Linked DNA regions of Mus musculus: region 2 is linked to region 1. Evidence: chromatin contacts called from public HiChIP or PLAC-seq data. All regions are on one chromosome and are shown on one strand. Each heading gives the region's core, a stretch centred on a gene start, on an enhancer-like site or on the middle of the called end of the contact. The rest is flanking DNA. Distances are from core to core; before and after follow the strand shown.

Evidence for each region. HiChIP or PLAC-seq counts read pairs in DNA pulled down with a chosen protein or histone mark.
Region 2: an H3K27ac HiChIP or PLAC-seq map of acute myeloid leukemia shows a contact between it and region 1, with 11 times the contacts expected there. The contact joins the enhancer-like site here to the promoter of Ppfibp1 in region 1. A contact is called at or near these places in 3 of 39 promoter capture datasets (cranial neural crest and hippocampal neurons) and 4 of 115 datasets of contacts at active chromatin or transcription factors (T-cell acute lymphoblastic leukemia, acute myeloid leukemia, bone marrow-derived macrophages and 1 more).

What each region holds. Positions count from the first base shown.
Region 1 is chr6:146,887,169-146,889,868 of GRCm38.p6, forward strand. Ppfibp1 (PTPRF interacting protein, binding protein 1 (liprin beta 1)) reads left to right here and starts at 1,326. Exons shown (of 31, transcript NM_001355728.1): 1 at 1,326-1,515.
Region 2 is chr6:147,798,180-147,800,879 of GRCm38.p6, forward strand. No RefSeq gene overlaps it. Among named protein-coding and RNA genes, the nearest start is that of Gm15762, 79 kb to the left of the region's middle. Within about 2 kb of position 1,337, at least 31 of the 459 cell types and tissues checked have an H3K27ac peak or open chromatin away from gene starts, as enhancers often do. A contact at or near this core is called in acute myeloid leukemia and bone marrow-derived macrophages, where this site is marked.

The DNA of each region.
Region 1 (2,700 bases), core at 76-2,575:
CTCATAGCCAACAAAAAGCTAACAGAAACTAATCATATTCTGTATCCATAAAGCTGCTTTTCATTATTCAGTTCAGTTCTGGGTCTGACAGGGGAAACTGAAAGAAGGGCTCCTGAGAATCTCCCTGACTTTGCAGCCAAGAGGATTACACAGCTGATATCCACCAGAGGGTAAATAGTAGTTAATTCTTAATTGTTAGCTCAGTCACTGCAATTGGTTCAACAGTAATTATTATCATGTGGTTTGAACTCAGTTGTGAGGGTTCTCCCTTTTCAGTTGTGCATCAAAACAGAAGCCTTATGGGACTTAAAAAGTTCAGCATAGGGCCTGAAGAGATGGCCAAACAGTTAACCTCTTCTGCTCTTTTTGCAGAAACACTTGAGTTCAGCCCACAGCCCCTATCTCACAACTGGGAGAATTCAATGCTTCTAGCCTCCATGGGTACACACACATACTACACATAATTAAACAAAATAACAAAAATAGCTGGGTGTGGTGGTACACATCTTTGATTTGAATAGTTTGAGGCGGAGGCAGGCAGATAGCTGTTCAAGACCAGTCTGGTCCACACACAGTTTCACGACAGGACAAACAACAACAACAAACTCCAACAAAAATAATAATAAAAAATCTTTAAAAAGCAGGTTATTGCTGAGTGTGGGCCTGTAACCTCAGCTATTAGGAAGGCTAAGGTAAAAAGATAACAATTTGAAGACCAGCCTTGATATGTGTCACAGCGGGGGGGGGGAGAGGGGGGGAAAACCTCGAAAAAATATAAATAGTAAAACATTTACCCCCTCCCTCTGGAGAGTTCATTTTATTTCTCTGGAAGCTTGCGTGTCTTTTTATTTTTATTTTTGTCTCGTTACTAAATGCAAAAGCAGCCACGTGGTTGAGCGCCGCTAGATGACCACGCGGAACTAGGGTGGCCACCTCTGGGATCCTCGTCCGCTCAGTCTCTGTAAGTCCTCAGTTTCCCCTCCGGGGCCTTTTACTTTATCCGCGGGGCTCCCCGCCCGCCACGTCCGCTCGGTCCGCGACACAGAGGCGTTCTTTCGGGATGAGCGTCGCTTCTGACCCGGGAAGAGCTGCGAGCGACCGCCCGGCTCAGCGCAGCCCTTTATCCGCGCCCTACGGACCGCAGCGGACCGGGCGCGCTCCCCACCGACGCCCACTCCCAGCTCCGCTGGGCTCGGCCAGGAATGTGGGAGACCAGGCGCCGCCTCGGAGTGACCGCGCGCCCGGCCAATCAGCGGGCCGCAAGCGCGAGGCCCCGCCCCCTCCGCCCCTGGGGCTGGTTCCCGCCGGGGGAGGGGCGGGGCGGTGGGACGAGGAGGACCGAGGGGAGGCGGCACCTGGGCGGCGGTGATGTCAGCCGGGCGCTGTGCTCCGGCCCCGGCTCCTGTCGCCGTGTAGGGCGCGGGGGCGGCCGCGTCGAGAGTGGCGATCTGGCAGCCGGGCGGGTCCCGGGAGGCGGAACTGCAACTTGTGGAGCTCGGCGGCCCTCCGCCTCAGGTAAGCCAGCCGCGGGCGGTTCCTTCTGCGACCCGCGCCCGCGTTCTCGGGGATCTCTAGTGAGTGGGGGGCAGCAGCTTCGGGGTGACAGGAAGGGCTCGTCTGGGTCCTCGGTTCCCTCACCCGGACTCCCCACAGCACAGAACTCCAGTCAGGGAAGTGTGCTCGGACTCCCCCAGAGACTCCAGTCAGGGAAGTGTGCTCCCAGCTCACACCCAGACTCCCCTCCACAGACTCCAGTCAGGGAAGTGTGCTCCCAGCTCACACCCGGTCTCTCCTTCACACCACAGTCTCCAGTCAGGGAGATGTGCTCCCAGTTCACACCCGGTCTACCCCCCCCAGCACCCCCCCCCCCAGACTCCAGTTAGGGAAGTGTGTTCCCAGCTCACATCCAGACTTCCCTCCACAGCCTGCAGCCAGGGAAGTGTGCTCCCAGCTCACACCCGGACTCCCCGACCCCTTACACACCCACAGTCTCCAGCCAGGGTAGTATAAGCCCATCTCATACTCGTCCCCTCACCATACCATAGACTCTGAATCACAGAACTCCAATCAGTGAAGTGTGCTGGGACCCCACGCCTCAGAATCCCCACCACACCACAGCCTCCAGTCAGAGAAGTGTGCTTCCAGCTCACTCCTGGACTCCCCACCACACCACAGACTCCAGTCAGGGAAATGTGCTGGGACCCGAACACCCCAGAATCCTAGTACCATGGAACTCTAGTCAGGGACATGCGCACAGTTTTACACAGTGGGTATCTCACCACGCCACAGACTCATTCAGGACAGTGTGAGCCCATTTCACACTTGTCCTCCCACCACACCATAGACTCTGATACCACAGAACTCCAATTACAGAAGTGTTCTGGGACCCTACACCCCAGAGTCTCCACCACACCACAGACTTCAGTTAGGGAATTTTCGTGGGACCCCACACCCCGGAACTACTCCAATAATACCATACGCTCCATTCAGGGAACTGCAATGGGACCCAGACTCCCTGTAATATACCCCAGATTCCAGTCAGGGGACTGTGGTGGAACCCCAGAATCCCTATATAATACTGCAGAGCCACGCCACACATTTGGAAAGTGTGCTCAGACCCTGAATCTCGGTTTCCTCATATTACAAGAGAATGCCCATCAGGGACATATGCTTGAGCCCAGTCTCCTACACTACTACAGA
Region 2 (2,700 bases), core at 87-2,586, 910 kb after region 1:
AGAAAGAAGAACAAGGTGTTGTCTGCCCAGTAAGGCAAGGCTATCTCACAGGGTATTTTGTTTTGCAGGGCAAGGTTGTTAATTTCCCATAGTTCTCTAGGCCACACTGTTTCTTCATGCTATAACAAGAACTTCCACATTTAGGGTTTTTAAAAGTTTTGCTACATATTTTGATATTGAGCATTACAAAATAATAACAGACACAGCTAAGCTTTTTCTTTCTTTCTTTCTTCTTTTTTTTTTTTTAACTTTCTCATTTGTATGAATCCCAGCACAATTTAAAGTGGCTTAGTTTCAAAAAGGGCAATTGTTTAAATAAGCATGTACATTTCAAAAATAATCACAAAAATATAGAGACCCGATGCTTAGAGAAAGACCCCTCCAGGTGGTCTATTTGGTTTGAGCAGAGCTACAGAATTGATCAAGACTTTGCTGTGTCTGCTTTGTTTTTCTGGGGTTATTGAAGAAAAGAGAGCTTTGCCAAAATGAAACAAGACACAGAACCACGTCTTTGAGCCTGAGAACTCTCTAGTGCCCAAATATGATTAAAACCCATCTTGGTTAAGCCCTTTTGATCAGCATGTGGTAAAACCTGTACTGAGTTCCTGGCAATTTTACGGTCTTATCTGTGTGGTCCTTTTCTTTGGCAAACATTCGACAGGATGTTGTCCTGGTGGAGCTTGGTGGAGTGCTCAGGGAAGGTGGGATTGCGGAACTTAATGCCCCCACCAAGCATGGTGCCACCCCTCCTCCTCAGCAGACCCAAGCAATTGTCCTTTCTTGTCTCGCCACAAAAGAGGCTTTCTGAGAAGAAAAACGGGAAGAATGGGAAAGAAACGCAATGAGTAACTTTAAAAGTTCATAAAGAGGCATAGAGACAAATGTTGGCATCCATCTGATTTCCTTTATTGAAGACTCTAATTGAATTTCACCCACTGAAGTTAGAACACGGCAGATCCGAGACTTCCCCATTCTATTTATATGTCTATGAAGTAGATCATTGTAATGGATACAGATGGGCAATGAGCACACAGTTATTGCATAATTTTTCAAAATTTTACGATTGCTTTTCCTACTTCCTCTTAGCATAATGGCCTCTCTGTGCAGTCTGCAGACTGCTTACTGTATCTTCGGTGTATTTTACCACTTCAGCCCATTTTAATTTATTAGAAATGTGTTAGAAGTGCTGTGCAAACAGCCCCCAGAATGAAACTGATTAGTAAGACATAGGCAACCTGAGCCCTATTAAATTACTTCTGAGATGCTTGGTGAATACAAGCACATGCGTGTGTCCCTTCCTTCCCTTCCTCCCTGGCTCTCTTGATTCAGCAGACGTTGAGACTTGAGAAATGGTAGAGAAACCAAATTAATGCCGCTCACCAGCCCATAGCAAGCAGGACAGAGAGTGTCAGCTGTGTGATGGGAAGTTCAGCAAGATGGAAAGTTTCTCTTTGGCTTGAGCTTCTAAACCAGATCGGGCAATGGTTAGGATGTATAGAAGTGATCAAATAAGTAGGTGTATAAGGTGATGGGCTGAGCTGGGCTGTAGCTCATTCGGTAGAGCCATCACCTAGCTCCATGCAGCCCAGATTCATATAAAGTGGGGCAGTTGTGATGGGTACCACCTGCCATCCCAGCACTCAAGAGATTGAAGCAGGAGGATCCTAAGCTCACGATCACCCTGAGCCACACAGTGAGTTCAAGGGCACCTGGGTATTGGAGATCTCATCGCAAAAACAAAGATGAAGTGTGTGCCCATGATATCTGATGGCCTTGGCAGGAAATCAATGAGCCTTTGCTTTGTTCACAAACTGTTTGACCTCATTACTCATCTCTTAGATATGATCTCATCGGGAAAACTGCCTGACAGAGAAACTCCAGGGCTTTCCGAACCAATGCCCGCCTCTCTAGCAACTCTTTGTCGTGGTCCCACTATGTCCAGCAGTGTGGTCTTTGCCCTTCAGAGGAACTGATGACAATCCACTGATCTGTGCACAATGGGAAAGGGTTTCATGAAGTGTGGAAGTCTGTTAGGAAGTGGCTGATTCTTTCTGTGGTGCACGGGAAGGCTTTCTGGGGCAGTAGGCTGAGGCAAAGGCAGCTAGAAGCTGAGCTATCATAGTGGACATCCATGTGCCGATTATGAATCATACCTTGATGTGCCATGTCCTAGAGATAACCTCTTTCATTATGAATGGGATGTTTTGTAATTCTAACCCCAAATAACTGCAAGAAAGAACTATCAAATCTGAGAATCCACATGTTGGAGAAAAAGAAGAGACTCCTAAAGGGTGTCCTCTGAGCTCCATACGCATGCCATGCCATTCACAAATGTAATGATTCCATATGCATGCCAGTGTACACAAATCAATGTAATGATGTTTTTTTTAAAGAATAGCTTAAATGTGTACCAAAATAAGTTAGAATTTTAACATAAAAAACTTAAAAATATGGCTTTACAGTTGCTAAAGGTGTTCTTGGGTGGGCAAGAGACACCAGAGGAAACTGGGCATGTGTGTGTAACACAGCAGCAGCTGTCAAGGCATCTCTCACATGCTCCTAAAAGCCAAAAACAAAAAAGAAAAAAAGAAAGAAAATGCTCTCTCAAAAGCAAAACAAAATAATAATAATAATAATACTGTCTGTCAGATTCAACTTGACATATAAACATCTTTAAAAGAAACTTAAGTCATTGCAAAG